Regions from separate parts of the Mus musculus genome. Here regions 2, 3 and 4 are each linked to region 1. The links are chromatin contacts, called in public HiChIP or PLAC-seq, capture Hi-C and promoter capture Hi-C maps. All regions are on one chromosome and are shown on one strand. The core of a region is the stretch at or near the end of the contact, and the rest is flanking DNA. Distances in the headings are between cores, read along the strand shown.

Region 1 (5,595 bases), core at 1,175-3,674:
TCTTTCTAATATTAATACATTACACAAAATTATCTGGGCAGGTTACAGGTGGCTAGAAAAGGGTTGAAGCGACTATAGAGGCCATACTGGCTGACCAGAAGCTGGAGGCAAACAGCTGACATAGCTGCCAGAAAAAGTTTAGGGACTTCAGCTAATCAGGATGTAAAATGAAGGTCCGGTGGCAGACCATTTTGAAAGCCATTTTGAGGCAGCTTGGGTATTGTGAGAAAGAGAAATTGTATTCAAACTGATGTCCAGGGACAGAGACAGAGTCTTCCACTGTGACAATTTCCTGGATGAGGCTCCTCAGCTTCAACCCACCATACACTGAGCTTCGGGGTCTCTTCTGTCAGCCCACATACCCAGGCGCCTGTCATTCCCCGTCCTCTCCTGGTGCCCACTTCTAATCACGGTGCTGCCCCTCTGGAAGTTCTCCCAAGCCGGTGCCAAAAGCTGTTCTTCTCTGGTGCCCTGTACCCACCTCCTACAACATGTTCTGGGTGGTGAAAGCACTGCCTCTTAGCGGCTGTGTGACTTTGAGCAGCTTTTTGTCCCACTCTCATCCTCAGTGTCTGTAGATTGGGGAAACGTGGCCACTGGGGAGTTCCCAGGAAAAGTGTTTGGTACGGCAGTCTTCTGAGCTTACTAAGGCCTCCATAAACATTGTCAATGCCCGGTGTTCTTTGGCTTCAGCCTCTGAAGTGGAGGGCAGGCTGTAGGCCCTTTGGCTGGCTCTGTGGTCTCTTTTCACATTCTTTCCAACCTATAGTACCCTCTGAATGTCAGCTGACGATTTGCCTTGAGGGAGCGACCCACACGGCCCCTGTTGACATGTGTGTCCAGTGCCCTACTGTCCTTGCCTGTCCTGGGTATGTGGAGAGAGCTGAGCCGAGCCCAGCAGGCCTGGCCTGGGGACACGAAAACACCTTGTGTCAATGTTTGACAAATTTCAGGACCTTTCCTTTCCCCTCAGTGACCTAGCAAACGGGTCAGTAGGGGAGACATTAATGTATTACTTAGGACGGGAAGGGTTGTGCAAAGCCTTGGCCTGGACCCAGATAGGAACAGGAAGTGTGCTAGGTACATGTAATTCCGGCAAGTTCAAGGCCATCTCCTGCTAGCTGGAGGCTGGTGGGGACTATGTGTTTCAAATAAATAAATAAATAAATAAATAAACATCCCAAATGGCCCAGTTGACATCTGTCAACACTGCGTGTGTGTTGTACTAGAGTCCTCATGGGTCCCCATAAAATCAGTGAAGAGTACACTGTGTTGTCCTTGGCGCCCTTCCAGACCAGAGACCAAGTCACTGAGCAGCCCTTGGACTGAAGTGAGGTTGCAGAGCTGAAGGACAGGCCTGGGGCCCTGAGCTAGTCCTAAACCGCCTTCAGGATCTGCATCATTTGCCGTAAAGTCTGGGCTGGCCTTGAACAGTCCTGCCTCTACCTCTTGAATGCCGGATTATAAGCATAATCGCCATGCCTGCCTTAGTCTCTATTATAAGCACAGTACATACTTCATCTCTCAACAAGCCAAGGCAAGCATTACTACAATCCCCATGGGACAGATAAGGAAGACATGGAGGCACACAACGTTTAATAATTGCTCACGGTGGTGAATCGGGCATTTAGCCCCAGGCATCTGGGCATTGCAGCTTGAGCTCTGCCACCCTCAGGCTAAGCACCCCTGTTCAGTAGTGAAAACAACCTTCAAAGGAAATGCTAACCTCACGATGTGCCTGAAGAAACAGGGGTGGGAATGCAGATTAGGGTTAAAGGTCAAACAACTGGAAAGGGTTAAAGCCAAGATCCAGACTCAGTCCCATCTACCTGCAAACCCTGGATCTACCCGTGGCTCAGCATACCTGGTCCCTGCTTGCTCAGGAACTGCTTCCAGACAGTTAGCACTTGTGTCTAGCTCGCCTGGGTGGCCCGTGATGGGCTAAAATATCATCACAATTGTAAAGTCCCAGTAAGGAATCATTCTAAGTATTAAAGCTATAATGTCTGGACTCAGACCCTCTCCCTCAGTCTCCTCCCTCAGCATGCAGGTCAGGCTCGGCTTAGAATTCCGTGTGTTTAACCAGAAGCCTCTGGGATAGTTTGGCTAAGATAGGCCTCACAGGGCTTTCTCCTTTGCCAATACCGACAGCATAGTCAGAGAGGTCTCTCTCACAGGTCCCTCCTCATAATGCCCCTCACTCCAGGCTCCTAGTGGTGTTTGACAGTCTCGAGGCCATGTTACTCTTGAAAGCACACACACCAAAGAAGGCTCTCCAAGTCCTACACTCAACCCACACTAACACAGAGCCTCTATCCGGGACACTTGGTCTCCAAAGCTACAGCCACAGCTATACCAGACCATAGAGGTCCCGGGCTCGGCCCCGCCCCCAGCGCCGGCCCCGCCCCTAACGCCGGCCCCGCCCACACTTCCGTCGTCTCCTGCAAGGCCAGCCTGGTACGTGTTTGCTGCTGCGGGTCTTATGAAACCGGCGCGACTCATGAAGGTGTTCGTCACTGGCCCGTTGCCTGCCGAGGGCAGGGCTGCGCTCGCCCAGGCCGCAGAGTAAGCGCCCGCGTCGGTACGGGGGCTGCAGCCGTGCCCCTGGCACGCTGTCCTGTCCACCTAACCTCAAACACCCCTGCACCCATGGAGACACGCCGCTAGGGCTTCCAGAGCTGTCCCAGGGCTGGGGGCCACCTCTCAAGAGCCGGGTGCCTGGCAGGCAGGCGAAGCGGAGCCAGGACCCGAGAGGGTGGCTCTGGCGCATGGGGACTTTGCTCAGGTGTTGCCAGCTGTGTCCCCAAGGGGCTGGCTTGGAGTTTGGGGCCGTAGTTCTCCGGGAGGCAGCTTGCTCCGGGCCCCAGGCTATTGGTCTCCATGTTTCAGTGAAGTGAGATTGCCTATGGGGCAAGGTGCAGGCTGTGAATTTTACCCACTGAGGGTTAGCTGGCAGGCAGAAGTAGTGTTCAGGGACTATGACAGTCATTGGCTTGCCTCCTTGGATACTCGATGGGGCCATTTGATGACTGTTCTCTTCCTATTGAACCTTGTTTAGTGGGTAGCCTTGCCAGGAGCTGTGAACACAGACTGTGAAGTCAGCTTTAGAATTTCTGCATCACTTGAAAACAGTCTGGATGGGCTTGTTGTACCTTGCCCTGGGGTCACTCAGCTCCAGGTGGCAGGCCTGGCCCTTATGCTTAGTCCTCATCCGCTGCAGGCGGGTCACTTTGTCCTGCCGGCTTTGTGTTACCATGCCAGTTTGGGAGGAGGTGAGAGTGCTCGGCAGTCAGTTTTTGTTTGTTTGTTTCCTGATTTTTTTTTTTCAAGACAGGATTTCTCTGTGTAGCAGCCCTGCCTGTCCGGGAACTGGCTTTGTAGATCAGGCTGCCCTTGAACTTATAGAGATCCGTCTGCCTCTGCGTTTTGAATGCTGGGATTAAATTCTGATGGTTTGGGGACTGTGACTTGTTTCGAAATTTTTTCTAGCACAGTACAGTTTTTCCCAAGGACTTGTTTTGTTGGTACTTTTGGTGCTGAGGAGCAGAGACAGATGGACCTGGGGACCTGCCAGCCACTGTCCAGTGTCTCCTGTGTGCACACACCTGGACTGCTCTGAGTGCAACGGAAGGGTTTGGAGGAGCACCTCACATTTGAGGCTACTAAGGAAGCACACTCAAGTGCTCCCGTGACCAGAGGAGCCTTCAGCTCTTGTCAGTGTTCCCCACTTTGGCAGCACTTCACCCCCTCCTCAACTACACTCCAGACAGTTCTGAGGCTCCCCACGAATGACCTTAACAAAGGCTAGCCTAAGGCCATAGCAGGTGGAAGGCCATGTTTGCTAGCTGTGCATGCTGTAGGACCTCGGAGGCTCCCTGCATCCTTTGAGTGGCTGCCTTTTGCTTCCAGCTGTGAGGTGGAACAGTGGAATTCGGATGACCCCATCCCCAGAAAGGATCTGGAGCAAGGTGTGGTGGGGGCCCATGGCTTGCTCTGCCGCCTCTCTGACCGTGTGGACAAGAAACTTCTGGATGCCGCAGGTATGTCCTGAGTCAGCCTGAGCAAAGTTCTGAGGTCGGGGGAGGGTCTTATCAGGGCAAGCACTTCAGCTCTCTGCAGCCGGCCTTTGAGCTGATCTGATGTATTTTCCTGTCTTCTGAGGGTGTCCCCAACAGTAGCTCTACCTGGCCCGTGTTGTCCCCAATCTGGCTTTTAAGTTTCCAGGAGGCTCCAAGAGGGCAAAGACCTTGTGTTGCCTGTGTGGGAGTGGGGATGGGGTAGGGGGTGGAGGAGGGTATCCTGGGCTCTGAACCTCTCTACTGTGCCAGAGCCTTGTTTTGTGACCTTGAGATCTCTCTGGGCCTGTGTGCTGCAGGGCAGAGGGCCCAGCACTGTCTGTGCCTAGCACCGATGGATACCCATGGAGTGTGCACGCAGCTGTGGCCCCAGGCCTCATTCCTGGATAGGGTGAACATCATTCTGTGGATTATACAGTGGCAGTTTAAAGAGCACTTCAGACCCAAGGCCGCCAGATTCGGTGCAGAGACACTCTCACTCTGGCCTTGACTTTAGTGGAAGAGAGCTCGTGAGAAGGCCACGCCCCAGCCACCTCAGCACTTCTGGAGTATCCATGGGGAGAGGCCTTTGATGTGGCTAAAGGGGACCCAAGGCCACTGGTGGGTGAGGGTAAGAGCCCTGAAATGACCCGAGGAATGTCCTGCGACTGGGACGGGACACTCCCTGAGTGTCTGTTGTAGGTGGCAGAGGGGGATCATCTTAGTACAAGGGACAAAGATAGCAGCCTCTTCCTGTCATCTAAGACATGATAAGTAGGTATTCCTGGGATCGACCCAGTGCGTGGCTTTGAATTCCACGAGGACAGACACGTGTTTTCTGCACAACAGGAGCCAACCTCAGAGTCATCAGCACCTTGTCTGTGGGGGTCGACCACTTGGCTTTGGATGAAATCAAGAAGCGGTGAGTACAACTGGGACTCCAGACAGAGCCTGCCCGGGATGAGGCTGGGATGAGCAGAGCGGGCGAGAGGAGCTCTCTGCTGCCTCCATGAGAGCACCAGGTGGCCAATGCTAAATATCCACATGTGCACAAGCCACTTAAACCCAGAAGGTCAGAAGCCATGGTGACCCAGGACCATACCCTGACATGGTCGCTATCCTTTCTGATCTCTAAGATCCTGGAAGAAGAAAAGGCCAGTGTTATTATTTCCTTTTCCAATGAAGAAATTCAGGACGATTAGGTCGTCCCTCGCTCCAGACTGTGAGCCCTGATCTTCTATTTTCATATACTCCCCAGTGGGGGATGGGATGGGATCGAGGGCCATTACTGTTCTGAGCTTCTGAGCTTCCTGGCAGTCAGCAGGAACGTCGTGGAAATGACCCATTGGGAGACACTGGTGAAGGGGCTCAAGGCCAATGTTAAAACCAGATGTTTGCTTCCTAGCGGGATCCGGGTGGGCTACACGCCAGGTGTCCTGACAGATGCCACTGCAGAACTCGCCGTCTCCCTCCTCCTCACCACCTGCCGCCGGTTGCCGGAGGCCATAGAGGAAGTGAAGAAGTAAGTGGATGCCTGGCC
Region 2 (5,595 bases), core at 2,131-4,630, 750 kb before region 1:
TGTGAGGGTGTCAGATCCTGAAGTTACACACAGTTGTGAGCTGCCATGTGGGTGCTGGGATTTGAACCCAGGGCCTCTGGAAGAACAGTGTTCTTACTCACTGACCCTTTTCTCCAGCCCCTGGAATAAGATTCTTGTACTTCTCTTGTATTTATTATTGTCTTTACCCATTTTAGATAGATAGGTACGTCAACCAGCTTTTAACTAGCTATTTGTTACACTACTACTACTCTCCAAGGTGGTTGCACACAGTTCCGTTCCCATTAACAGTATATAAAAGTACAGTTTATTAATCCTAGCAGTCAAGTCAGGAATTAGGGAAGGTGCATCTCTGTGAGTTCAAGGCCAACTTGGTCTACATAGCAAGTTCCAGGACAGCCAAGACTACACAGTGGGGCCCTGTTTTTAAAAGTATTTCCCATCTCCCACAGGGCTAGAGCTATAGTTCTGTGACAGAGGACTTGCTTAGCATATAGGAGGCTGGGTCCTACCCTTAGCACAACAACAAAGCAACAGAAGTTTATTATTTCTCTACAATCTTACTAATGCTCACCAGAACATTTAAGTTCTGCCTGGCTGACAGGAATGAAATAGCATATATTGCTGTTCAATTTACATTTGTCTGATTACAAGTCTTTGACAAATAAATGTTCATACACACACACACACACACACACACACATATACATATAGGTGGAAATACATGCTAAATGTGTTTCTTATAGTCACAGTTTGTTTGTACTATTAGGAATAAAACCCAGGGCCTGAAAGGTACTAGACAAGCACTCTCCCTTCTATTACATTTCAAAACAGGATTTTGAGGCTCAGCAGTTATGATCACTGGCTACACTTGAAAAGGGCCGAGGCTCAGACCCTAGCACCCAAATGAAGGCTCACAACAGCCTGTAACTGGACTTCCAGAGTTTCTGACACTCTAATCTGGCCTTCATGTGATGCACATACATAAACACCTGCAGACAAAACGCTCACACATGCAAAATAAACCTATTAACCAGGTGTGGCAGCACAAGTCTTTTTAGTCCTTCCACTCAGGAGGCAGAGGTAGGTGGATCTGTGAGTTCGATGCCAGCCTAGTCTACAATGCAAGTCCAGGACAGCTAGGGAAGGCTTAGAAAAACCCTATCTTGAAAACACACAAATAAGTAGATAAATAGATAAATAAATAAATCTTTAAACACATACATACATACATACATACACACACACACACACACACACACACACATACACACATGCAAATCTGTAACAAAATCCTAGGATTTTTCCTAAATTGACCAGGCTTCCCACTTGCTGCGGTGACCAGCTGGCCTGAAACTCTTAATCCCTCAGTCTTCCTAGTGCTGGGACCACAACCCCAAAGCAGCCTTCCAACAGCACCCAAGACAGAAAGCTCAGGTACAGTGCAGGACAGTAAAGAAACAGCTGACTTTAAGGAATCAATCTGGAGAAAAGGCCTTAATTAATTCACTTGCTAATTAGTCTTTCTCTTCCTTCTTTTGTCAAGCCTTACTTTCAAGACAATACCTTAGGCACTCTAGGGTCTGTATCCTTAGGGATGAGAATGAAGAAAGTAGGTGAAGTTAAGGGCAGCATGAGTCTATAACATATTACAACTGTCCTTACCAAAACAAAACCAAAAAAAAAAAAAAAAAAAAAAACCACACACAAAATTATGTCAGACCCATAGGAAAACTCTATATTGTAGACAGCGCTCAGCTTGAAGAGGCTCACTTCAAACTTACCCTATTTGCTTTGCTTGCCTTTTGGAAGCATCCCAGTCTTTTTCTCTAAGCTATCTGCTCTCCTCCCTCCCCTTCAGCAATCCCTTTATCTCCCTTCCCCCACAATAACTACATACCCTCTCTTTTTCCCCATTCCACAGCTTCTACTGATCTTTCCTCATTGCCTGCTATCCTTCCATTGCTTTCTCCTCTGGAAATAATTATTATCCCCTCGCCTTTTCTAAGATGCACGCAGAGTAAAAGCAACTCGCCTAATCACCCCAAGTAAGAATGGATTCCTCCTGAATTGTAAAGCAGGCAGGAGGGTGAGTTGTCCTAACCCTCCCAACTTCCTTCCCCCTTCTAGGACAGCTGCTCTTCCTCAGAGAATTCTCCAAGTGTGTTAAGTCCAGACCATCTAGAAAAGGCTCGGATGGCCTTCTGTCGCATGCATGCTTTTACCAGGACCAGTTATGTATTTCTGTTCCGGGCATAAACAAAACTCGGGCAATTTCCTGGAAAAAGACACTGTATAAACAGGCCTCCTTCCCTTTCATTCCCGCTGGGCTGGCTTAGCCTATGCAGTAGTGAGAAGGCTGACCTGGAGAGGGCCAAACGGTCCCCGAGTCAAGTTTCCAAAGCTCTACTCCACTACCTCAATAAAACCCTCTCGGAGCACATCCCCCTCCCCGCCCCCGGCAGGAGTCCTGCTCGCTCCAGCTCCCAAAATCGGCTCCCCAGGGCACTAAGCTCCCGAGGCAGCTCCTGTTTCTCCTTCCTACCTGTCCTGGTCAGCTTAGCATAGGTTAGCTACCCTGGTGGGTGTGCCAGGGCGCAGGCCCCAACCCCCTTCTTCCTACCACTCCAGACTCAGGGGCTGGGGACTCTGCCTCCTCCTCCCAGCCCCCTCGGCTGACGGCCCGCGCCAGCTCCAGGGTGGCCCTGGTTCTCAGCCAAGACACGACTCTAGCTGGCTTTGTGACCTTGGGCAAGTCACTTCCCCCGGTAAGCCTCAGTTTCCTCCCCGGCAGAGCCGATTCCTCACGAGGTCCTGCCCTGCCCACCCCGCAGGAAGGGGCTGCCCAGCGGGTGCGAAAACGCTTTGTGAGGCGCTCTGCCCGGCGGAGGAGCAGGGCTCCCGGGGTCTCCCGGGCTGGACAAAGCTGTGGCGGGCAAGGCTCCTCCCTCTCCGCGGGACCCCTTGCCCCGGACTGACCCTCACCCCTCCCCGCACAGCCCGCCCCGCCCCGCCCCGCCTCGCCGGCAGACCCCGTACCTGCTCCGGGCGCTCTGCCGCAGGCACCGACACCCTGCGCCCCGCTCCGAAGAGGCCCGTGGCCCGGAGGGCTAAGGCGGCCGGCGGTGATGGGCTCGGGCCGGGGCGGCGGCGGGGGCGGCGGGGGGCGCGGGCGGCGGGGGGGCCCGAGCTCGGCGGGCCCCGGCCTGGGAGACGACGACCGAGGCTGGAAGTGCGCGGCGGCGGCGGCTGAGGCGGCGGCGGCGGCGGCGACCGCGACCGCGGCGGCGGCGCTTCCGCTCATGGCGGGGCCGCGGGCAGCGGCTCGGACTGCGACTCGACTCCGGCGCGGCGGGCGCTGGCTGGGCCCGGACCGGCGGCGAAGGAGGCTGTGGCGGCGACGGAGGCGGCTCCCGGCGGGCCAGGAGGCGGAGCCGAGCCGCGGCGGCGGCGGCGGCGGAGGGGGCGGGGACGCCGGGGGGCGGGGAGACCGCGCCGCGCCGCCAATGAGCGCTGGGCTCCGGGCCGTGGCTCCCGGGCGGCGTCTAGGGGGATCCTCAGCAGCCGCGGCCCGCCCAAGCGGGGAGGCCCGGGCCAAAGCTCTCGGCATCTGCGCCCCAGCCCGGTGCTGCCCCGCCCCCGGCCCGCCTCCGGGGCGCGGCCGCGGGCCTCGGAGGCCAGGCCGACCGCTGCGCAGGCCCTGCCGCTCTGCTGCCTCGGGCGGTGTCTGCGCTGGGGAGTGTACCCCGGTCCGCCCCGGTTAGCCTCAGCCTGCCGGGCGTTCCTCTGCCTTCCCTGCGCCTGCCTGCCTGCTTGCTTCCTGCCTCTGCCCCCTGCACGTCGGTCCTCCCTCCCGGTTGTCTCCTCAAAGTTTGTGCTTTTGAGACACTTAGGAAAGAAACTCTCTCTTCGCTTCTGAGGCTGATTGGTGATAGATCAGTCTCCGCGGAGCCCTAGAGAACCGCAGAGGCGGAGACGCAAGAGTTGGAGATGAACGAGCGCCCTTCCCTGAGTCCTGGAGACCCATCTTGAATTCCCAGCAGAAGCCAGTCCGACTCAGCGGTGGTCCTCGCCCCTGTCTCCGACTTTCTCTTCCTCTTTCTCACTTTAAATACCCTTGTCGGGAAAGCCCTGACAGGAAGCCGTCCAGGCAACTGGGCCTAATCTCAGAAGAGGAAGAGGCTTCGAAGTGAGGAAACATTCGGAGCTGTACTGAAGGCTTTCCTATTATTTGGGGAAGATTTCTGAGGATTCAAAACACCATCATTCCCCCTCCCCCCGGTCTGCCCTCTTTTCTCAAATGCGATGTTGGCGGCTGAACCGATTATCTTCCCATCATTCTCTGGCTCTCGGCGTTATCCATGGAAGAGCAAAATAAACCCAACCATGTGCTGAGTAGAGTCTCTAAGTACAGGCATGTGGGTAAGGGTGCAGCTAAGCTGCTGGCTAGATTGTTTTAATAAAAATTAGCCTCAGCTTTTTCCCTGCACCATGCAAAGAAAGACTGGGAGGGCAAAGCAGACGATCTTTGGCAACAGACATTTCCAAGTCCGCAGTTGACACTAGATGATGCATTGTCTTTCATCTATCCGGTCATTAGCGGTGCTCAGAAATGAAGCTACGACGATAATAACGATATTGTCCAGGCCTTCAGAGAGCTTGCAATCTCCTTGGAGGTCAGAGAGTCTTAGAAGTTATGGATGATAATTGCATCAGAGAAGATCATTCTTGGTCACTTGAGATATTTGTAGTCAAATTTCTGAGCTACACAGAACCTATCTCAAAAAACAAAAACAAAACAAAACAAAAAAAAACCACACACACACACACACAACAACAACAAACCTTTTAAAGATCTTAAGAGCCGGACGTGGTGGCACACGCCTTTAATCCCAGCACTCAGGAGGCAGAGGCAGGCGGATTTCTGAGTTCGAGGCCAGCCTGGTCTACAAAATGAGCTCCAGGACAGCCAGGGCTATACAGAGAAACCCTGTCTCGAAAAACCAAAATAAAATAAAATAAAATAAAAAAGATCTTAAGGATGAGTAGTTCACCAAGAAGGACAGCTCGGGGAAGCTGTACTGAAACACAGTGAGATTATCTTTGACCAAAGGACCTAAATTTTCCTGCATTTCATCCCTGAGTTTCTTGTCACAGGAGAGTCAGATAATGTATTTTCAGGCCAGGGCCTCCATCCTAATAAGGCCACTGAAGAACATCTGTAAACTACTGTCCAGAGGCATCGTCCCTTTCATGAATCGCAGCCATCTTGAGCATTGTTTACCCTGTTTTTGTTGTTATTGTTGTTTTGTTTGTTTTTCAAAACAGGGTTTCCTCTGTGTAGCCCTGGCTGACCTGGAACTCAGGCTGTAGACCAGGCTGGCCTTGAACTCATCTGTCTGCCTCTGTATCCTGAGTGCTGTGACTTAAAGGCGTGAGCCACCACCACCCAGCCAGGTTAGTCTCTTTTTATCCCCACAGTCAACACCCCAGAGTCATCTCTTACAGCTCCAAGCTAGAGCAAATGTCTTAAGTGACCACCCTAAAGAGAAAGAACAGACTAGCAGTGTAGTCTAGTCAGCCCAAAGAACCCATCAAAGGATGCCTTGAGACCAG
Region 3 (5,595 bases), core at 1,989-4,488, 680 kb before region 1:
AGATGTATTTATTTTATTTATATGAGTACACTGTAGCTGTCTTCAGACACACCAGAAGAGGGTGTCAGGTCCCATTACCAACAGTTGTGAGCCACCATGTGGTTGCTGGGAATTGAGCTCAGGACCTATGGAAGAGCAGTTAGTGCTCTTTAACCATTGAGCCATCTCGCCAGCGCACAAACTGTTTCTTTATCATTCACACAGTTTCTTTCTCTTTTCCCCACTCTTCATATTTCCATCCTTTATATTACCTTAAGTTTCCCCCTTTGCTTGAAAATCTTCTATCCAGAATCCTAAAACCCTTCACTATTATAAACTAAATATCTAGGGGTATTCTAGTTTGCTCTCTATTGCTATGTAAAACATCATGACCAAAGCAATCTGAGGAGCAAAGGGTTTATTTGGCTTAGACATCATTGGGAAAAGGCAAGGAAAGAACTCAAGGCAGGAATGAGGAAGGTAGGATTAGAGACCATGGAGGAGTGCTGCTGACTGGCTTGCTCCTCATGGCTTGCTCAGCCTGACTTCTTACACACCCCAGGACCATCTGCCCAGTGGTGGCCCTACCTACAACAATTTGAAGCGTTCACATCAATCATCAATCAAGAAAATGCTCCATATAAGGACTGAGGGGATGGCTCAATGCTTAAGAACGTTGACTGCTCTCCCAGAGGACAGGGGTTCAATTCCTAGCATCCCTGTGGTGCCTAAACTAGGTTATCAGAAGCACTCTCTTCTGGTCTTTGGAGGCACTGCACACATGTGGTGCTAAGATATCTACACAGGCAAAACACACATACACATACACATACACATAAAACAAAATTAAGTAAAAACTAAAAATTAGAAAAAGAAAAAAAGAAAATGCCCCACTTGCTGGCCTATCCAATGGGAGGCATTCTCTCTCTCTCTCTCTCTCTCTCTCTCTCTCTCTCTCTCTCAAAGATTTATTTTTTTATGTGAGTACACTGTTTTCAGACACAAGAAAAGGGCATCAGATCTCATTATAGATGGTTGTGAGCCACCATATGGTTGCTGGGATTTGAACTCAGGACCTCTGGAAGAGCAGATAGTGCTCTTAACCACTGAGCCATCTCTCCAGCTCAGGAGGCATTTTCTCAGTTGAAGTTCCCTCTTCCCAGATACCTCTAGTTTGTGTCAAGTTGACAACAATACTAATCAAAACTGGGAGCCAGTGAAATAGTTCCTTTGTAGAAGTGTGTGAGAAGGGGCAGTATGTCATCAATAAATGGTGATGGAACCATTAGCAAACACAAGCTCATCTATGAAATAGGTTTCTAAAAGCCTGCCCTTGGACAGGCTTCATGAAAGAGATTGGGACTCTAAATGTGTCCATTGATACAGGTTCAACAAAATTGCACTAGGGCACGCCCCATGTTGTATTCTGCTTTATGATTATCTGTGGGGAGGGCTCACTAAAAAGCTCTGTACATTGGTACCCTCTGTCTCTTTGGTAGCTACTTTCAAAACCAGACAGTCCATGAAGATGTGAATTAACTGCTGAGTGTCAAATAATTATAAAGATGCAAATACATATGCATCTTTATTTTTTTCTTCCCCATGGTTGTAACTCCTAATATATATATTTTTTGAGACAGGGTTTCTTTTTGTTTGTTTGTTTTTTTTCGAGACAGGGTTTCTCTGTGTAGCCCTGGCTGTCCTGGAACTCACTTTGTAGACCAGGCCGGCCTCGAACTCAGAAATCAGCCTGCCTCTGCCTCCTGAGCGATGGGATTAAAGGTGTGTGCCACCACGCCCGGCTCTAATATTTTTCTGGTTTGGGCTGTCACTACAATTTAACTCATGCAACCTATGTAAGTTTTATAATGACCAAGCTCATGACTAGGTATAATAGGGATGCTATGATGAAAAATACTTCTATTGGCATACTGGGTGTTTATGGCGCATTGAATTTTTCTTTCTTTCTTTTTTCTTTTTCTTTTTTTCCAAAAATCATTTCTGTATTTGTTTGCAGGGAGGGGTAAATGAGGAAGTCAGATTTCTGGGGATTGAATTTAGGTTTTCAGGGCTGGTGGCAAGTATCTTTACCCATGAGCCACATTGCTAGCATCTTGATGGGTAGTTAATTTAGTTCCTAAGGTTTTATAACTTATAGCAACAGATTTTAGTAAGAATTATGAGATGCACAGGGAAAAGTGGCACAATGTTAGAGCTCTTGCTTAGAATAGCCAAGGCCAGGGAGAGCCCTCCCATGAACCAGAAGGGGGAAAAAGATCAGGGGAAAGAGGGGTCAATGGGTAATGGCAATTGGTACCAAGTTGACAGCTTGACTTGATTAGTTAGACCCATTAGGTGGCAAGAGAGAACCAACTCTTGAAAGTTGTCCTCTAACTGCCACAGGTGTGAAGTGACACGTGCCCCCCTTCCCACAAGCACGCACTCGAATAAATGAATGTAATGAAAAATTAAGAACATAAAAAACTTAATTATATGAAAACTTTTTTTTTTTGTTTTGTTTTTGTTTTTCGAGACAGGGTTTCTCTGTGTAGTCCTGGCTGTCCTGGAACTCACTCTGTAGACTAGGCTGGCCTCGAACTCAGAAATCTGCCTGCCTCTGCCTCCAAAGTGCTGGGATTAAAATATGAAAACTTAGCAAGTCAATGTCTTCTGGAAAAAATTTCCTTGTCCCTATGAGATATGCACACTGCAGTTAGTAAAGGCAAACTATTAAAAAAAAAAAAGGAAGTGAAGATGAGAGAGGGTTTTGGGTGGTGTGGGGAGCAAGAAGGGAGAATAAAGTGGATATGATCAACATACATTGTATACGTGTATGAAAGTGTCGAAGAATAATGGTATTTTTAAAAAAATAAAAATATTCTTAAAAAAAAAGAAAGAAGGAGGCAAGGCCTTAAGTCTTCAGTCAGTATCTTTTTTTTTTTTTTAAATTAGGTATTTTCTTCATTTACATTTCCAATGCTATCCCAAAAGTCCCCATACCCTCCCCCCCCCACAACTCCCCTACCCTCCCACTCGCACTTCTTGGCCCTGGCGTTCCCATGTACTGAGGCTTAAGTCAGTATCTTAAAGTCTTCACCATCACCGATCCTGAGCATTTGACATCCTACACATTTAGTATCCCATCAAAAGTTTGAGCCTATCTCGCCCCGCCCCACCATCGCTCCGCCCAGTTTTCTCCCGGCCCCGCCCCACCTCCCTGGGACTGGGCTCCCTTGGGCCCCGCCTCTTCCGGCCCGCGAGGTTTGATTCCTTTGGCGGGCGGAAGCTGCTGGAACTTGAATCCTGCAGAAATTCCCACCGACTTGTTCCGGCTTTGCTAGACTCTGCAGCCGGCTGCTTCACCTTCTGTCCTGTTCGGTCCTGTTCGGTCCTTGCTGGGCCCGCTGCCCTTCAGGTCAGTTCTTCCGTCCTCGGGCCGCACTCTGGGCCTCGTGGGGCGTGGCCGGGAGACGGAGTTTCCCTGGGGTTCCACCCATCAGCACTGTTCTCTGTGAGAACGTCTAGGTTTTTCGACCCTGGCTTTCACAGATGGTGGATGGTAGTTTTTTTTTTTTTTTTTTTTTTTTTTTGTCTCGGGTTCTGAGATGTATCTTGCGTCTTGAACTCACTGGTCTCGAACTCACTTTGTAGCCAAAGTGGTCCTTGAATTCTGGATCCTCCTGCCTTACCTTCCTGAGCGCAGGAGATACAGGCGTGAGCGCTCCCCACTCCCCATTCCCCGCTCAGCGGGTAATTGATAAAGTTTGACAGAGCATTTGACGCCCCGGAGGCTCCCATAATGGGAATTTCCAGTTCTGTTTCAGTGCTTTTGACTGTCTGCAAAAGCGATTCAGAGATGGGCTTTGAGGCACTTACACTTTTCAACTCAGTTTTCTGGGGTATTCCAGTTAAAAGAGAAATGTGTGTAACCCCTTTGTAGAGCCCAAATCCTTCCTCACCTTGCACCTCTAAAGCAAGTGGCCCGAGACTCGTATTGTAAGGACGCCCAGAGGCTATAGCAGTAAATGGAGGAGCCAGGTGGCTCCTGCCAAGAAGGGTGTGGAGGGGAGCAGTTCCCTGCTTCTCATCCCAAGGCAGGAGCTCACACTAAGGTGAGGTAGTGAGTGTTCTAGTCTCACCTTAGGTAGATTTCTGTGGTTAATGGAGGAGGAGGAAGAGAGGGTTTCAGAGGGGTCTGAAACGTTGGCTAGAGAATTTAGTCCCAACTTTTGTTCATGTTTTGGCTTCTGTTTCTTCTTAAACACCTTCGTGGAAACAGTGGCTCTGTCCCTTTTATCTATTATGAACCAACTAGATGGACAGGTTAGTCCCTAAATGCTTTTGGGAATGAATGCCTCTATTGCTGCTCTCAGAAATCTCCGCAAAGGAGCAGAAGGGTGCCGCCACTCAACTGTATTCTAAGGCCAGGTTGTAAGCCATTCTGCACTCTCATCTGAAATGACCAGATCAGTGTCAATGAGCACGAGAGGCAAGTTAATGTGTTTTGTAGTAAGTGATAGCATGGCTCAAATAACACCATACTGGTAGCAAAATACCCTCAGTTTGCCTTTTATGAGGACTCACTGTATAGTCCAAGCTGGCCTCTAACTCACAGAGATGCACCTACCTGCCTCTGTTCCTGAGTGCTGGTATAAAGGCATGTACCACAGTTATCTAATAGAATCACAAATTTCCCAATATCTAGCTAATTTCTTATTTTTTTCAGAAAAGTGTCTCTATTGCATATACCCCATTTCTTCACCAACTAGAGGAGTTCTGAGATATCATATTTTTGCTTTCTGTATTCCAATTTCTAGAAGGTAAACGGGATGTGTACAGTTATTTAGACCCAGCTTTATACCTACAACATGATCTAATCACTAGTCTCTTTTGGGGGGAGGTGGGGTGGGGTGGGCTGAGGCTTTGAGACAGGGTTGCTCTGTGTAGCCCTGGCTGTCCTGGAACTCACTTTGTAGACCAGGCTGGCCTTGAAGTCAAAGATCCACCTGCCTCTGCCTCCCAAGTGCTGGGACTAAAGATGTTACCTCTGCCCAGCTAGTTTTTGTAATAGTAGCAAAAATGATCTTCCCTGGATTTGAAGATGATATAATCTAGCCTTACAGTGGTGATACTCAAAGACATGGTGTGATTTCAGGGAAGAGGGTAGTCAGAAAAAAAAAAGGATTTAGTGTTTGTGCAAGTCTTTTCCTAGGAACTGGACATTTTAAAAGTCCGTAGGGAGGAATCTGTGAAGAAGTTAATTATGAGCCAAGCCTGGTAATGCAGTTGTAACTGTGTGTGTGTGTGTGTGTGTGTGTGCTACAGTGTGTGTGGGTGGAGGTTAGTTGCCAGCTATGGGAGTTGGTCTTTCTGTCATGGGGGTCCCATGGGGGTCCTGGGATCAAACTCAATTTCAGGCTTGGTAGCAAGTGCCTTTACCCACTGAACAAGTGGGTTTGTTGTTTGAGGCATAGTCTCCTGTAGCCCAGGCTGGAAGAACTTGCTGTGTAGGAAGACCTTGAGCTCCTGCTTCTACCTTTCAAATACTGGCATTACCGGCAAGTCCTCTCACCTTGGTAAAGTTCAACTCTTTATTGGAATTTGATTTGTATAGAT
Region 4 (5,595 bases), core at 1,743-4,242, 600 kb after region 1:
GTCAGTATGCCAGGACTGGCTTTCTTTTATGAATGAATGATACTGTGCTGTTTGGAACAGCACTTTTTCCTCATTCATTCATTGGTTGGCAGATGTTTAGATTACCGTGTCTGTTGACTCTAATAAATTGTGTTGCTGTAAACACTGGTGTAAAAGTTTTATTTGAGCAAATGTGTTCTTTTTTACCCCTCTTGGGTATGTGCCTATGAGTGAAATATTTGGACTATATGGTAATTCTATTTTTAACTTGTTGCAAAGCTGCCAAACTGTCTTGCAAAGTGGCTACCCCGTTTTACACTCTCCCTAGCAGTGCAGACGGCTTCCGCCTCCCCACCCTCAACTGCATTCATTGTTGTTGTTGTTGCTTTTCTTATTATAGCCTCCTGGAGTGAAGTAATATTTCATTGTGAGTTTGGTCTGCATTTTCCCAGTGACTAATAACATTAGGTAATCTCGCATGTGTTTGTTGGTCATTTACATAGCTTCTTTTGACAAATGTTTTTTTTCCAAATTCCTTGCCCACTTTGTAATTAGGTTATTTAGTCTTTTGTTTTAGATTCACATTCACGTGTATATATTGATTTTCCTTAGTTTAAGTCCCTGAGGGGTGTGGTATATCTGGGGTCCTGTTTAACAGCCTTCTCAGGAGGTTGCTATGGTGGTTGCTGTGGACCTTGACAGTTCCCACGGGTCCTGGTAACCTTTCCCCTATACTTTAGCTTTGTTCTGTTGTCCACCAAGAGTCACCATATGTGTGGGTTTGTTGTTGTTGTTGTTTTGTTCACCTCTCTCTTTCTCAAGCTGAGTTTGGTTTCATCTCAGGCATAAACAACCTGCCCTCTTTCATTCTGGAGACCTGCTATAGGCAGCAAAGCAGCCTTGCCCCACAGCCTTCTAGATACGTTTGCCAGTTGCAAGTCCTGTTCCCTGCAGGCCTACATGGGCTGTAGATGCTGAAAAGAGGGTTTATTTAAAAAATAGTTGACATTAAAGTTCCTTAAATATGCTGAGCTTAGACCCTTATAAGATTTACAAAGCCATTCCTTACCCTATATCTTTCTTACTAGGCTTGACTTCGGAGTGGAAGCATTCTTACATCTGACCAAGCTTGCATGCCCATCCTTCTTCTGTGCCAGGGCAAGCCTCTTGATTTGCCCTATGATCATAAATCTGGAGTGTCCACTTGATTGGACTGAGGTGCTTTGAGATGAGCAAAGAAGATGTTTCTGTAGATGGTCAAATAAGAGAGGAAGACACACCCTGAGTGAGCACTGTACCACCCGCTAGGCTGGGGGACTCAGACAGAAGGAAGGGGGGAGCAGCTCTCTCTCTCTCTCTCTGCCTCCTAGGTGTGGGTTGTGACTTTCCTGCTGTGACAGTGACAGTGGAGTGTGGTCTGCTGTCTCTTGGATGCTTCCCCTGCCAGGATGGGCTGAAAGCTTGGAAACTGTGAGCCAAATGAATGCTGCTTCTGTTAGGTTGTTTCTCAGGTGTTATGACACAGCAACAAAATGTCTACACATGCTCTCAGAGGTTTTACTGCCCTCTTTCCACTTCAATGGGTGCCGGACCTGCTTCCGGACTGTGTGTTCTGGCAGTCTGAGTCCTCACAAACTCAAGAATTTCTTGTTACCCAAGATGCCTCTATGTTTGCTGTGATCTTTCACACAACCCACTGTAGACTGGCTTCCAGATTGACTTCCTGCTTCCAGACTGACTTCCTGCTTGGTTTGAGACTTTGGCAACTTTGTAATGAAGGCTCCTCCCACCTCCCTCAGTGTGCTTTGAGCTTGTCATCTTGCTGACCATCCCAGCCTCTCCCTCCCCCTCCCCCTCCCTCCCTCCCTCCCTCATCCTCCCCTGCCCTCCCACCTTGACGTCTATGTTTCTTCTGTGATTCCCCCACCCCCATCCCTTTCCTTTCCTTGGAGTGCAATAACAAGACTGGCATCGCTGAATTGCAGAGTTGCAATCTAGATCCGACATTTACAAGCTGGGGAGCCTTGGGCAAATGTACTGACAGCTCTGTTACTCAGCTGGCTGATCTGCGCAGCCAGGATCAGGAGGATCACGATGCCTATCTTTTCAGAGGATCTGTGCATTTCCAATGAAGCAACGAACTCTGTGCCAGTGATGGAGGATGAAGTGACAAGCATAAGTACTAGCTGTTGTTTCCCAGTCAAGCTCAGATCGTCAACATAGGCTGGATCTTTCTGTCTTCTGCTTCCTCTAGCCCTGCAGCCTCTTGTTTTGACACCATCTCCCATCAGACCTGTTAACTATCAATACTACTTCCCATGGGTTCACTATCACCTGAGCCCCTCTCCCTCTGTCTCTCTGTCTGTCTCTGTGCCACTATCTGTCTTTGTGTCTCTCATTCTTTTGAGACAGGGTCTCATTCAATCCTGTTGGACCTTGAATTCCTGTTCCTCCTGCCTCCACTTCCCTAATGCTCAGATTATAGACATATGCTACCATACTTGGGTCATGTAGTACTTGGGGAGGGAACTCAGAGCCTCACACATGTTAGGTAGGCACCCTACCCACTGAGCCACACCCCTAGCCCTACCACAGAGCCTTCAATACTCAAATTATTCTTCTCTTCCATCTGGACCATCGTTTGTTTGTTCTTGCTAGCTTTTCTTTTGAAATCTTTCTCCCTCCAGCTTTGTAGCCACTCTGCCTCAGCTCCATCCTCCTGAGTTCTGCATGGACCACAAGTCTGACGCTGCCTCTCTACAATTCCTGCCTTCTGAGTTAGGCTTTCATAGAAGCTAGAATTCTGGGTCTCTCCCTGTAGTCCCTGTGGCTCTGTATCTTTCCTGACCAGACGGAGTTATACACTATCCTGGGAATATGTAAAGTCGGGGATCAACAGTAGGATTTTGAGGCCAGAGCTCTGGATTCTTTCCCGGGCTTTCCAGGGGACCCAGGCAGCCCTCTTGTTCTTTGATCTCTATTTCCCCACTCATACAGTAGGTAGGAGGAAACCAGCAGTCCCAAAGGTCCCTGCCAGCACCGCTGTAAGGTGACCGCACTGCCCTGCCGTGTGTGGTGTGTTCCAACACAGGCTCCTTCACAGAAATTCTGAGACATTCTTCTCTTTCCACCTTTTCCTACTTGACAGTCTTGTTTTCTGAGGTGAGCATCTCCTTTGCCAGGTTCTGCTCAGCCCTCACTTCCTGCCTCTGACTCACTTCGCAGGCCTGTTGCCCTCACCTTACAGCCTAGGGTGTGTTAATCATTGCACAAATGAATTCAGATACTGGCCTGGCTTCTAAGCTGGGTTTTTCTCAGCGAGTTTCCACCTTTGGTCTCCCACTGTTCCATTTCAGGCCCTTACACTCACTGGTTAACCTGTGAAATCATTTCTCAGAAAACAAAACCAGGATGACCTTGAATGGTAGAGTCTTCTGCCTCAGCCTCTCAAATGCTGGATTTTGCTCTCCTGTGGGAGCTTTCTGAAGTCTGTATCTGAGCGTGCCACCCACTAGGGAGCTTTCCAGACGGGGAAATCTTGTCTCTGTGGCTTCCCCACTCCCTTTGCTCTCCTCAGCTGCTACTGTAGAGAGCTCCCCGGATTCTCTTGCTCCTTCTGTCCCTGATGTCCATCCCCCCCCCCTTTTCTCACTTCTTCACGCAGTGAAATTCTGCTGGCTCACTGGGCTTCAGATCCACAGTGACTTTCTCAGAAGCCTTCCTTGATCTTCTGATTCAAAGAAAAGTCTTTTCAGTTCTACCCTGAAGCAGAATCATCTGTGTTCCCTTAGGAAGACTCGTTCATTTTCCTTTCCTTACTGTGAAGAAGGCACACAGGGTGTGACTGCAGCAGGTGCTTGTGCAGGGCACCATTCCGTACACAGTTATTGTCTAAGGGATGCCTGGCTCTGGGCTTCTGGCTTTTGTCTCTCTCTCTCTCTAATGGGGACATGTGAAAGGTCCCATCCCACCTAGCACCACAGTTTTCCTGAAGGGCTCACAAGTGCTGCCAAGCCCAGAGCACACTCAGAGTTTACACAAAGGAGCAGCAGGAAGCAGGGATTAGTGCAAGATCTTAATCAGCAAAAGCTGAGACACCTGCTGGCACAGGCACCTTGGGGAAGTCCCAGTCGGTGCCCACAAAAGCAAGAGGTGGATGGTGCCCACAGACAGGTTCCTAGTGGTTGGCCTAGGCAGTCTGAGCATCTGGGTCCTTCCCATCCTAATATGCCAGAGCTGGTTAGTGGTGAGATCAGTAGGTCTCAATACCCTGTGGTATATATAGGTGCTGGAGCTGACACCGAGGCTGCCAAGATCACCTAGCAAGTCAGGGCAAGGTTGAAGAAGAAACCAGGATACTCCCTCCCAGCCCTGGGAACACCCTTCTCCAGCAGGCTGTTGGGGCTCCACGAGTGTGGTTGAAATGAACATGAACAAAGGTTTTCCTAGAGCACCTTGGAGTAGGCACCTGCTTTCGGAATTGCAAGAGCAACGTCACTGACCGCGGGATGACAAAGACTGTGGAAGAGAAGAGAGAGACAGCAAAAGAATACGATAGAGACAGGGAAGGAGGAGGTATGTGCACAGGAAGACATGAAAGATCACTTAAAACTAACAACCAAGACCAAGAATGAATTAGAATGAGACTCGGGATATGTGAGAGAGGAAGTAGAAGAAGAGACAGTGTAGTTAGTGGAGCCTGGGCGCTACCTCCTCCCTCTGCTGCCTCCTGGACCGTGCTCCAGTGGTAGATGCTGCATTTGTTCCTGCCTTGGGACTCTGAGACTCACAGGATGCATGACCTCAAAGTTTCTCTCCTCTTTCTCCTTCTTCTCCTTCTCCTCTCCTCTTTTATGTGTGTGTGTGTGTGTGTGTGTGTGTGTGTGTGTGTGTGTGTGTGTCTTTGAATGAGCATATGCTACAAGGAGAGTCATTCCACCTATTGCTTCCTCCAGCACAGTGCTCTCCTTGGTATAAACGCTAATGTTCTGCCCATTAGAGCTGGACTGGGGCTGGTACTTCTTGTCTCACTTCCTCATTGCCTAGTAAGGGAGACAAACACAGAAGCTCACTCTCAGAACAGGAGCTAGAATGTGAACTTGGGGCCTTCTGTGTGCAGGAAGGGAAGCAGGGAGGAATAGATTGAGGTTCCCACAGATTTGTTCGTTTTTTATTGTGTGTGAATGAGTGTTTGCCTGCATGTATGTATACCCCATGCATGCAGTGCCTATGGAGGCCAGAAGAGGGAATCAGATCTCTTAGTTACAGGCTGCCATGAGATGCCTGACTTGACTTGAGTGCTGAGAACGGATAGCTGCCTAACCCTTGGTTCCAGCTTCTGGAACTGCAGCGGTGACAGCTCATTTTCTGGCTACAACCTCCTCTGTCCCAGCTCTTCTAGTTTATGGAGACTTCAAGTCTCTGCTTCCCCAGTTTCACAGTCTCTCAGCCCTCTCTTCACTTTGTCTGCCACAATCTATAGACTCAAACTAGCGACCTCACTGGCTCCTAAAGCTAGAACCACTATCATGTCGGTTTCCATTTGAACAGAGAAGCAAGCTGCTTCTGTGACTTCTGGGTGTGTTGGAGTCACTTGGAAGCTCCAAAGAAGTGTTT

Evidence for each region. Promoter capture Hi-C pulls out the DNA fragments that hold promoters and counts their contacts. HiChIP or PLAC-seq counts read pairs in DNA pulled down with a chosen protein or histone mark. Capture Hi-C pulls out chosen DNA fragments and counts their contacts.
Region 2: a contact with region 1 is called in a capture Hi-C map of embryonic stem cells, with 4 times the contacts expected there. The contact joins the promoter of Rnf38 here to the promoter of Grhpr in region 1. A contact is called at or near these places in 3 of 115 datasets of contacts at active chromatin or transcription factors (astrocytes, craniofacial prominence and embryonic stem cells) and 2 of 9 other capture datasets (embryonic stem cells and liver).
Region 3: a contact with region 1 is called in an H3K4me3 HiChIP or PLAC-seq map of pro-B cells, with 9 times the contacts expected there. The contact joins the promoter of Melk here to the promoter of Grhpr in region 1. A contact is called at or near these places in 9 of 39 promoter capture datasets (the 3T3-L1 cell line, 3T3-L1-derived adipocytes, the HPC-7 cell line and 5 more), 1 of 484 Hi-C or Micro-C datasets (B cells), 3 of 115 datasets of contacts at active chromatin or transcription factors (astrocytes, bone marrow-derived macrophages and pro-B cells) and 1 of 9 other capture datasets (pancreatic islet).
Region 4: a contact with region 1 is called in a promoter capture Hi-C map of trophoblast stem cells, with 3 times the contacts expected there. The contact joins the enhancer-like site here to the promoter of Grhpr in region 1. A contact is called at or near these places in 6 of 39 promoter capture datasets (the C10 cell line, the HPC-7 cell line, embryonic stem cells and 2 more), 1 of 115 datasets of contacts at active chromatin or transcription factors (embryonic stem cells) and 1 of 9 other capture datasets (embryonic stem cells).

What each region holds. Positions count from the first base shown.
Region 1 is chr4:44,978,970-44,984,564 of GRCm38.p6, forward strand. Grhpr (glyoxylate reductase/hydroxypyruvate reductase) reads left to right here and starts at 2,425. Exons shown (of 9, transcript NM_080289.2): 1 at 2,425-2,565; 2 at 3,910-4,040; 3 at 4,905-4,977; 4 at 5,461-5,577. The coding sequence starts at 2,483.
Region 2 is chr4:44,230,525-44,236,119 of GRCm38.p6, forward strand. It overlaps Rnf38 (ring finger protein 38), which reads right to left and starts at 3,381. Exons shown (of 12, transcript NM_001379580.1): 1 at 3,019-3,381. The coding sequence starts at 3,283.
Region 3 is chr4:44,297,679-44,303,273 of GRCm38.p6, forward strand. Melk (maternal embryonic leucine zipper kinase) reads left to right here and starts at 3,239. Exons shown (of 18, transcript NM_010790.2): 1 at 3,239-3,394.
Region 4 is chr4:45,582,404-45,587,998 of GRCm38.p6, forward strand. No RefSeq gene overlaps it. Among named protein-coding and RNA genes, the nearest start is that of Gm22055, 36 kb to the left of the region's middle. Within about 2 kb of position 2,993, at least 61 of the 459 cell types and tissues checked have an H3K27ac peak or open chromatin away from gene starts, as enhancers often do. A contact at or near this core is called in liver and trophoblast stem cells, where this site is marked.